Linked DNA regions of Capsicum annuum: region 1 is linked to region 2. Evidence: chromatin contacts called from public Hi-C data. All regions are on one chromosome and are shown on one strand. The core of a region is the stretch at or near the end of the contact, and the rest is flanking DNA. Distances in the headings are between cores, read along the strand shown.

What was found. Hi-C and Micro-C count contacts between places; a contact is called where the count stands out from the background.
Region 1: a contact with region 2 is called in a Hi-C map of placenta, with 4 times the contacts expected there. The contact joins the enhancer-like site here to the promoter of LOC107850654 in region 2. A contact is called at or near these places in 2 of 5 Hi-C or Micro-C datasets (leaf and placenta).

Annotation. Positions count from the first base shown.
Region 1 is chr12:205,617,536-205,623,784 of UCD10Xv1.1, forward strand. No RefSeq gene overlaps it. Among protein-coding and RNA genes, the nearest start is that of LOC107850654, 70 kb to the left of the region's middle. Within about 2 kb of position 4,571, at least 1 of the 5 cell types and tissues checked has an H3K27ac peak or open chromatin away from gene starts, as enhancers often do.
Region 2 is chr12:205,549,473-205,555,228 of UCD10Xv1.1, forward strand. LOC107850654 (transcription factor bHLH143) reads right to left here and starts at 1,479. Exons shown (of 4, transcript XM_016695337.2): 1 at 1,256-1,479; 2 at 1-26.

The DNA of each region.
Region 1 (6,249 bases), core at 3,321-5,820, 71 kb after region 2:
AGAATGGAGATATGAAGAACAAAGGATTCCCTTATCTGGTACCTTTAGAAGGTTGGAAGGGTGTAGTTTTGATCCCATTAACTAAAATAGAGATGTTAGAACTGGTTATGCAAGACATGATAAGGCTGATGAGTTTATTAGGAAATTGAAAAAGGAGTAAGATTTCTCTTATGAAAAAATATTCACGCCTGTCAAAGACTTTCTAAGATCATATTATCCTACCTTCTTTTTTTGTTTTCTTAGAACGAGTGACAAACTCTTGGACAGTGATGGCATTATCAGATGCTCTTCTGTTAGAGAGAAAACTGGCTCGGATAAGGCCAATAATGGTGTGACGAAGAAGTTTTAGCCTATTTACAGTAATCTTGATAATAAGTTTGTAGGCAGTGTTACATAATTTAATGGGTTTGTAGTTCTTGATCATGTTGACATTAGTGACTTTGGCAATTAGACAAAGCAGTGTTTTGTTCATATCAGGCTCCATTAGACAAGTGACAAAGGTTATTCTATAGAAAGCAATTGTTTTCTCTCTTAGTCTAGTCTAGCATTTTTGAAAAAAAGATAGAGTCCATTAGGTCCAGAGGCCTTGAATGGTGTAATGGACTTAATGGCAGTAGTTTTAGATTCTCTCAAGGAAGAGTCAAGCATTGCTTGGTCAGCATGGGTAAAAAAAGGGCCATTATCATGGGCAAAAAAAGTAGTAAGGTTAGAGTAAAAATGACCAGTAGTGTAAGCATATAGAAGAAGGAGGTGATGTGATGCTCGATATCACTTTGATCAGTTAGCAGTTGTCAGCATAATCCTCGATTGTATTTGTCTTATTTCTCATTTTATTATGAAGAGCGGAAGCAAGGAAAATCTGGTGTTAGAGTCCTCATTATTTAAATAGTTTATTCTAAATTTTATTTTTCAAAAATCCTCTTTAAATTTGAGGAGGGATTCATACTCATTAAGAAGCTCTTTCTCAAGATTTTATAGAAAACTACTATTAGGAAAAACAGAGAATCATTTGGATACCATCAATTCTAGCAATGAATTCTTTTTATCTTGTGGTATATATTTCTAAATGTGAAAATATTTCACTGTGTAACAGTGTCTTGAAATGTATGGATGACTTAGATGGGATAATTAAGGAGACTGAAGGAGAAGTGGACAATGTCTTAGAAGTGCGGAGCCCACATCACATAGGTTTCATTCTAAAGGGTTTGTGGCCTAAATAGTTTTGATTTGACAGGTTGATTAAGAAAGGAAAATGATCTGACTTGGTCCAAGGGAGATAGGTTATGCTGGTTTTGGCATATTTAGATATCCAAGAGTTATTAGCAAAACACCTGTCTAGCCATTCAAAGATCAGGCTTTATCTGTTTCTGAATCTCTTATTAGTTCGAGTGACTGTCCCCCTTTAAAACCTAGATCAACCATGTAATACTGGTTAAGACATTTTCTAAAGAGGTCAGCTCTCCTATTGTTAATATTTTTGCCCCCCATCTTGTCTCTAGCACTAAATTTTATTACAACATCTTCCTATAAAATAGTCTTTAGAGTGGTTGTGAGCAATATTTTTAAGTTGTTCCCAAAGGGTGCATCTAGTGTTGAAGTCATTACATGCATAAATAGTGGAAAGAATCAAAGAGTGAGAAGTAGATAGTACCTTTGCCATTGCATGTATGCCTTGAAGGGTGATTAAGATATCCTCAAGCTTGAGGATGTCTTTTTTCCACATAATCACAATCCCACCTGACATACCAATAACAACAGATTCGAGCTGAAGGTCAATAGAGCCTCAATAATTCTTTTATGGTTCGACATTTTGGTTTTAAGAAAGACAAGCATGGCTAGTTTATGAAGCTTAACCATAGTAGTACATTGTCTCCTAAAATTGGCCCTCTTTGCCCCTCTAACGTTTCATATTATAAAGTTTAGCATTGGAGATAAATTTGATTGGTTGACTTCCATAGTCTTTCTCTTTCCCAGTAGGGGTGAGGTTTCTCCTAGTTTTAAAGCTTTGAGGGTCACTGTATATGGGACTTGGTCTTTTGCGATCCTCAGTGTCAGAAGACATTTCTTTAGGTTTATGGGACAAGACACTATAGTAGCTTTTTTGACAAACTCTTTGAATGTCTTCTGAGTCGTATTTTCTAAAGCTAAGACTTCTGCTTTTAGTTCCCCAAAGGTGTTTAGAGAACATGTTTCTTTAGAGTGCATTTGTGTATATTATGAATTATAACATCAATAAGCGGTCGTTTGATAGAATACATTAAAAAGTTTAATATATGTACTATTAGTTATGGCATTATTTGTTTTTTGTTTGATAGAATTTTAGCCTATATATATATATATACACACCTTATATAGTATTATAGAGTGTCACTAATATATATCAAATCACAGTATAAGCAGTAAAATAATTATTTATATAAATAAGCACGAGTAAAGATAGAATTGTGTTAATACACCAAATCAGACAATGAATAAAAAATTAATGATGCTAATATGTTTAATACACATCATTCAGTACTATTATCTAATATACCTTGTTCATCTTATACAACACAACAAACAGTTAATAAAAAGTAATATCAAAATAACTAATCTTAATATTGCTAGTAATACATTCATTCAATATAATTCTTATATACACTACAAGTCGTTCAGTAGAAATGAATTAGAAAAAAATAATGCATGTATTAACTTTGTGTATTACTAACATCTTTTTTGATACAATTTCTAAATCTATGTATCTCGATTTGGTGTAACTAATTCATGAAAATTCACGATAGTAGTAAATAAATGAATTTCTAATGCATGATTAGTATGACTAAAGACACAAATGTCATTTAAAACCTTTTCCGCCATATTTGTGAAGGGTATATTTATAAATAAATATTTGCTTTTAGAAATTATGAAATATGTGCTATTTTTAATACAACAAACCAAATACCTCATAAGAAAATTTCATATAACTAATTCCAACATTACTACTACATCATATTTTAAACTTGTAATTGGGTTCAAAATTGATAGCGCATTATGTGAAAGCTAATAATTTGCAAACCATAGAGACGATAATGTAAACGACAAATACAAAAAATATTTAAAATATATTATTGATATGATTTGGTCAAACAACCTATACAGGGGCGGATCTATTAAGAGAGTTGAGGGTGTCATGCCACCCGCAAACTTCAACGGAAGCTCTCTCTATATATACATATATATACACGGATATAGTCAAATAATTAACATGCCAACCCAAGACTGAAATTTTGTTTGGTCGGAGTGGCAGAGTGTCACATTTGCTCCCCCTAGGTCGTGGGTTTGACCTCTACTGGCAGCCTTACTTTTATCCTTAATTTTAGGCTGAAGTGAAGCCACAAATAACTACCAGTTGGATACCCCTTTTTTATATATGTATTAATAGTAATTATATTGAATTTTTCTTTTATTTTTCAAATATTAATAGTTAATATTTGTATTAAAAATGCATAATTTTATTCTCTCTCCTCAAATTAAAAAAAAAAAACTATTCTTCTCAAATTTGAATTCTTAAATCATCATTGCACTCTGCTTTTTTGGTCTTTGCTGTTGCTACCGTCGAAATTTTTGACATCGCCGGCAAAGGTCATGGTCTCGGCCTCATTGGCCACCTCTCTCCGCATTCATTGTTAAGTTTACTTGACACCTGAAGAGTCCGGATCCTGGATCCACCTCTGAACCTATATATTGAAAAATAATGTTGAAAAACATAAAACCTATTGGAAGAAAATCTCTCCTTAAACAAGACTCTTAAACGACTACATTGTGGATGTTATTGTTATGTTTTTGTATGAGAAGAAAAATCTTCAATTTATAGAGTAACAAAATCTTTTTTTCCAACAAAAATTACTTTTAGTTTTCTTAAAAGAAAAGTAAAACTTAAATTTGGTAAGAAAATAAGTACGAAAACTCTAACAATACTTCCTTCTTTTCAAAAATAATGACCTGATTTGACTTGATACGGAGTTTAAGTGGGTGTTTGGCCATAAGAATTTTTTACTTCTTTTTTTTTGATTGTTTTCATTTTATTTCAAAAATGGTGTTTGACCATAAGAATTTTAAAAATAACTTGCAGTATTACTTGTAAAGTGTAACTTGTTTTCACTTTTATTTCTCTCATAAACATTTAAAAACAGCTCCAATTTTAAAAATTGTGATTTTTCATGACCAACTACTACTAAGAAAATAAAGGTACTTTTGAATCCTGTGATGTTAAATTAAAATTACGTTAAATATACTAAAATATTTTTTAATTTTGGGGTATTAAATATGTTATATAAAAAATAAAAATATTATCTATCTAAAAAGAACGTTCTTTTAATAGGAACAAAATATTATTTTTATATACCCTATCAAACGAACCTTAATAAATGATCCAAAGAGCGTGGAGTGTTTGAGTACAAACGAAATTTCTTTTCTAGTTATTCAAAGCAAAATACGCATGGGTTAAGGGGTCAATTCTTAGTGTTGTTTGTAGTATGAGATGCAGCAGCTTTTAAGGAATTCGTACACACTTTTTCCAATGATAGATAGCAATAGGTGAGTAACAGGGTGCAACAAATATACATAGATTTGCTGTGAAATCTGTAACACACACAAAGAGAGAGCTCGCATGGCCTTCGATTCTTGCACCAATTGTCAAACCTTTTCACTGCAGCAATCACTAAAATGATGTTGCCAATACTCAACACCTTTCGTTGTGTAAAATAATCTGTGGAAAATATGCACCTTTCGCCAGCGGCGAAATCAAGATTTTCATTGATGAAGTTCAAAAATAAATGTATGTTTCGAAAGGAATTTAACATCTACTATATATGTATAAAAATTATTTTTAACTATATAAAAATAATATAAAATAATACAATTTAACATCGAAGGGGGTTGAAACCTTTCATTGAAAGGTGGCTCCGCCACTGCTCTCCATTCGAATTTACTTATGACTATTTTTTAATTGATTTTTAATTTTACTTGTCATGTTGGGTGTGCGACTCCAAGTCATATATTAATAGCTGAAGAGATTGGGAACTACATATAAAATATAAGATTAACGATGCGAAATTTTTTGAGAAAAATCGTGCAAGTTTTATCCAAAACAGACAATATTACAATAGCTAAGAGTATCTTTGGTTGGTTGAGCCCAACATATCATTTTTGACAAATATACAAAAAATAATATTTTTTTCATGTTTTACCCTTATCATTAATTGTTTATTTTTCAAATACCTATTACTCCCTTTATTCATATTTACTTATCCATTTTTCTATCGGCACAAAAATTAAGAAACAGTAATTGATAGTGATAATTTATCTTATTACTCTTTAAATAAATAAATTAATGTTTTGAAAATACATTAGATAATAAATCGTATTTAATGCTAAGTATAAAATGAATAGACATAGGTAAGTTATCCATTGATTTATAAATTGAACAAGTATTGTTGGATATCCCAAATAAAATAGTGAACAAGTAAAGATGGACGGAAAGAGTACTAAATATCAATTAATAAGGGTAAATCATAAAGTCACTAACCAATCATTATTTTCATAATCGGTATATCAATTCAAAATATAATAAGTAAATTTGAATAGAGAATAAACTATGTCGACATCCTATATTTTGATGTCCTATTTCATTTGATTCTTTCGAACTTGGATGATCGGACTAGGGGCAAAGCTAGGCAGTGCTAAGAAAATTCATCTAAATCATCTTTGTTACAAAATTCACTATTTATACATAATTAAAATTACTTTTTATATATACATGTTAAATGTTAAATCCACTTCAGCTTCTTTGAATGTTTACCTTTCATATTTGAATTCCAACTTTGCTTAAAAATGTGTATTGTCCCATCAACTTTTAGTCAAATCATAAAATTTTGGTATTCTTTCATTTTATTTTAATTGATCTTATTTATAAAAATATTTATTTTAATTTAATTATCTTTTTAATGAAATCAAAAGTATTTTAATATGTTTTTCAATAATATCCTTATCATTAAATGACTAAACAAATTGTATAACTCAAACTTATATTTTCAAAGCATAATTACTAAGACTAATTTGGTAAAATAGATACCTAATAAATAATTTTCTTAATGGGTATGTCAAGTTCATAAGGATCAATTAATACGAAACGAAGAGAGTAAAACGTAATAAATTATTAGGTTTTACAAATTTTTTTGTATTATTACGTTTTATAAAAATCGTATTTAT
Region 2 (5,756 bases), core at 229-2,728:
TATTGTCTTTCACCAACTGTAAGCTCCTGTAAACAACACCATATGCAACATCAGTTTAGAAGTCAAGAACAACATATGAAAACATGTTATGAGAAAATAAAGTTTAGGAATCATGTAATAGCACGCCTAATTATTACAGTACTTATTAGGACAAAGATTTGTACTTTTGTTTTTTTGCTTTTTGCTCCGTTAATCTTTGTACCTAATCAATCTTTTTTTCAAAGGTTTACAAGTCATAAATTAAGGCAGTAATTAACCATGCTACTACTTCTTAATTTATGGCAAGCATATAAAGTACTGTAAAAATTGTATCTTGGAAACATCAGTTTGAATAAAGGGGCGTTTGGCCATGAATTTTTCTTACCTTTTCCGAGAGTTGAACCACGGAAAAAACATTTGACCTTAGAAATCCAAAAAAAATCCGAAATTTCAAGAACTTCAAAAAACACGAAAAGTTAATTCTTACTTTTTTTGCTCCAAATATCTCACAAAAGTTCAAAAAGAACCCCAATTTGTATTCATGGCCAAACATAACTCCAATTTTCAACTATCATTTTTTACTTTAAAAACAAAAACTAGTTTTCTTTAAATAGTTGCACTTTTCATGGTCGAACACCCCCTTGGATTTACTCTTTTCTTTTCGAAATCTAAAGGACACAAGTTCAACCATCAAAGTAATTGCAACAACCCAATGCATTTAAAAACATTATCGTACCAATTCTATAAAGGGTTGTTTGTACACAGGATAAGGTGAGATCTCGAGATTAATCATCAGATAAAATTTATACGGTATAAATGTATCCAAGCATAATCATGCGATATCCCACCTTATCCCATCCAACTTGGGATTGAACTAAAATCCTAGGATAATTTAGTCTGCTTACCAAATGACCCCTAAGAACACAGTACAATAGCCTTTAAAACAACCGGACTTACTTCAATATTGTTATTTTCTTGCAACCAAACATGACAAACGAAAAAGCAAGAAATTTCAGCTGAAAATCATTTCACATAATTATCTACTAATATCTATTATTTCTCAAAAAACAACAGTATAGCAATCTTGTACAATTTTCCATAGATCTTAATGAAACATACACTAGAAAACACAAGAAAAAGAAAACCATAAAATCAAGAATTCAGAAACCCAATAATTAAAACACAAATCCCATGTAGTCAAAAATAGTGTTACATGGCAAATAGTAAAAAAAAAAAAAAATAACACTGTATATTATTAAGAAAATTAGGGACTTACAGCGAATGAAAATTGTAGCAAAATCCAAATTGATTATAATTAAGTATCGAGAAAGAGCAGATATTTTGGAGATTGAAAGAAGAGTGAATAGATAATTTTATAGAGAGAGATGGGAAGTAGAGTCGAGTCAAATAAAAGATAAGGTGTGGAGAGTAGACGAGTAGTAATATAGACTTAGGTATAAAAAATATGAAATGATGAAAAGAAATAAATAAAATAAAGGTTGTTTAGCTTTGTTTGATGAAATTAATTGCTTTCATGCGTGCGAAATCTTGCCACCTTTTTCTTCCTATCTTTTTTTTTTCTTTTTTTTGAGGGGGAGAGGGGCGCCTAGACGTACTTCATTTGTTTTTTACTTTAAAATATTACTTGGTCATATATTAAACATTTTTTTTTTATTGATTTTTGAAGATGAATTTTCAAGTTAACAGTGGTGAGTGTTGATTAATTAAGAAATCTCACATTTAAAAGATGAGAGTTGCGAAAATGAGAAAGTTGAGGTGAATGTATAGGTACATTAGAAGAGAGAAAGATAAGAAATGAAAATATACACGATAAGGAGGTGTAGTGACGGAATAAGAAAAAAAAACTGAGATAATTCGAGCATGTGAAAGAGAAGATGTGGATGTCAGTAAGGATGTGTAAGGTTGGCAATGATGGAGTTAATGAGAAGCAAGGGCCAATCGAAAAAAGTCTTGAGGTAAGGTAATGAGACAAGACATGACGCACCATCAATTTATCAAGGACATGATCTTAAATAGGGGATATAAAATACGAAAATTATGATTAGAAGATTAATAGATAGAACATTGTGTGTTGTATCATTGCATTCCAGTAACATTAATACTAATCTCGCTTGCCCATAAATTTTTATTAATATATGTTATTTTTTGTTTCAATTATCATATTAATTTGAAGTTATTGTTCCTTTTTTCTAAATGATGCTATGTCTATTTTATGTCTATATGTGTTTTTATTTTTATTTTTAGATTGTTTTGTTATGAGTTACTTGAGTCGATGGTCGTTCAAAAATAATCTATCTTAACGAAATAGGATAAGATCTGCATACACCCTATTCTTCCTGTACTCCACTTAGGGATCATTTGGTAGAGTATATAAGAATAATGGTGAATAAGATGTCTTAGTAATATATGTATTATTAATGCAAGTATTAGTATTGCTGGTATTAGTTATACAAACATCATTTCTTATAAAGTGTTTGATATAATGTATTAAAAATAATATATACACTAAAAAAGAGAGTTTAGCGACGAAATTTACTGACAGATTCAGTTCCATCACTATATAGCGATGGATTAGCAACGGAACAATCAATTTTGTCGCATGCATAGCAAGTCCATTTTTATTTATGCTATTAGCAACGAATACTCTTCCATCGCTGAATAATGGCAGAAAAAAGACGCCTAAATGTAGTGATGGATTTAGCAACAAAAATGTGTGACAATTTTAATTATTTTGTAGCAACAGATTTAGCGACGGAAAAATCGTCGGTAAGCTTCAAATTTATATTTTCGAAATTTTATTTATTGTAGTGATCGAATAATCCGTCAAAATAATTATTTTTAAATTTTTAATTAAAAATAAAATATATAAAGGGTAAAAAGGGATCGGCGTCTAGGGCTTTCATTCAATTTCAGCTCTCTCTTTACTGCTTTCTCTCTCTACAACAAAATGCACGAATTGAAGGTCTTTTGAGGGCATTTCTGCACGAATTGAAGGTCAAGCTTACAATCTCTACACGAATTGAGGCATTGAAGGTATTTGCTTCCATTCTGTACACGAAAAAACTTGTATTTTGTTAATTTTTTGAGTTTGTTTTAAATTGTTGTTCATATTCTAGCTTGAATGAGTTTTAACTTATCATTTTTTTTAAGGGTCAGTTTGTTTTTTTGTGTTTGTCCGTGATTTTACTTTACAATGGATGAATTTGTGATCTTTTTGATTTAATTTGCTTTATGACTGAGTCTAGGGTGCATGTAATCTGTAGGGGTTAGGGTTTATGCAAGCATTTGGGGCTAGTATTTATTTGTGTGATATCTAAAACTTGATAGTTGACTGTTTGGGGTTAGGGTTTATTTCTGTAATTTTAATGATATCTGATATTTACGAGGCTTAAAATCGTCTCATTTCTGATATGTTCATCTCTTGATGTATATAATTTTCTCATTTTCTCAATTTATGTAAATTATTTTTTTTTAAAAAAAAAAAGATTGTCAGGTGGCTTTAAAAGGATGCCTTTGATATTTCAATATAAAGTACTTTGGGAAGAATCAAGTCTAGGCTTCAAGAAGTAGCAGCTCGGTAATTGTTTCACAGTACCAATTTGCATAGTAGTAGAAATATTTTCCTACATTCACTTAGATAATTCAAATATCAGTCACAAACTGTTGTTTTAGTCTCAGCTTCCAAACTTAAAAAGGAAGAGTCATTTTATTAAAGTCATTTAGCTAATAAAATGTTGAATATTTTATCCAAATGATGGGGTTAAGATAACAACTTTATAGAGAGAGACATTGTTTGTAATACCCCAAAAAATCCAAATTAATATTACAGTCATGTTCCAAACTCATGCAAAATATATTGTAGTTCTTTGATAGTTTTATGAGTGAGTTTGATGTATATTAAGGCCTCAAATAAATATCAGCTATTAGACGAATCAAAATATTCCTTACCGATTGAGTTTTTGAGAAAAATGTTGCTATAGTCAACTTCAAATGAGCCTATCTTTTATTCTACTGAAAATTTTCCAGATCAAGACTAACCAAATGATAGAAAATTGAATTAGGTTTCCAACAATACCAATTTCGCCCAAATTCGATATACGGGTGACAAGTTATGGCACTTTTAGTGAAAAATAGTAGTCCAACGTGATAAGGTCGTATCGCGGTGATAGCCAAAATCACTTTCATCCTTTTTCAGTGGTGCACCGATATAACGTCACGTCGCGCCAAGAGTCAAATTCACATTCAGTAAGGCACCGCGTCGCGCCAAGGTGCCAGTTCGGAATTGTCTATTTCCAGTGGCGCAGCGCTATAGCACCGCGTCGTGCCGTTAGACAAAATAGGGATTGTCCTTTTTCAGTGGCCCAACGCGATAAGCACCGCGTCGCGTCGGAGCCAAAAATCGAGATTTTCCAGTTTTACGATTTAATTTCCAGTTACCTTTTGATCTTTTCTCATGGCCCCAAATCCGTCCAAAACACGAAATTAAAACCCTAAAGGGGCATTATGTTCCCCATTACTCATAATTCACTCAAAGAAACTAATCTTCTCTCGAGAACAAGCCCTAGCCTTCAATATTCAAGATCAAATCTCAAGAAAACCCCCAAGAACTCTTACGAATTCATCAACCCGGGTATGTTAAATGTTCATCCCTGGATCCCTTCCACCCATGGAGTTCAAGTATCCAATTTTAAATTCAAAGTTGTGATCTTTTACAAGTTATTATGATTTTTAACCATAAATTCCCATGAATCTTGATTCTATACCACGTTTACATAAAATTATTGTTATTATTAAACTCCACACGTTTGAATAATGTTATTTGCTAATTTAAACCATAACTAGTGATGTTGATGTTGAAATCATGCTATTACTACAAGCTTTAAACTATTCGCATGTTTAGCTTACACTACGTATATCAAGTATTTGATGAAATGCCTAAAAGAATGAATTTTGAATAAATGCTTTCATATTATGTCCCCAAAGTTTTAGTACTATTTTGCTATTATTGCTATCGAGTCCTAAAGATTGTGAATACCCAAAAACTTAGCTGTTTACTTAGCCTCAGTATCTTCAGAATAGTTTTAGACTTGTTATGAGCAGTATCAGTCCAGTCAGTTATCATGATCAGTTAAATTTAAAATAGTTTAGTATTCTGAGTTAGTTCAGTTGGGAGTGGGATTTAGCATCGAGCGAGTGCAGGGATGGTGGCTTCCCCATCAGATAGGCGGAGTCGTTAGTAGAAGTCAATGTACTCCATAACTACATAGCCAATGTAGGATTTGAGGATTCACCCGTTAGTTCAAGCTTGACTACCTCCTAGGAGTCACTCGTCAGTTTAGGCTTGACACTCTTAGTCCTTCATGACAGCATTTCAGTGGATCCACACAGCAAGTATTAGAACCCGTGGCACGGTACTGACACCCTTCTAACTGGGGTCATACGTTGGACCCCAAATTGCTCATTAGACCATGTCGGTTAGATGATAGCTCCTACAGTTTAAGTCCAGTAATCAACTCAGTAATTCAGTTTTAGTTTTTCTTGACCATAGCATACAAATATCATTTATTCGTGTATCAATACTTAGTATTTTAGTTTATAGATTATATTTAAACATGTTTTTTGATTGGTCATGCATTCTCAGTATTTATAAATTTTATTGTATTCTATTCAGTATGTCATATTATTCATCAGTAAGTTATTACTCAAGTACATGAAAGCATGCATATCAGCCTACCTCATTGTAATTCCCCGAATCT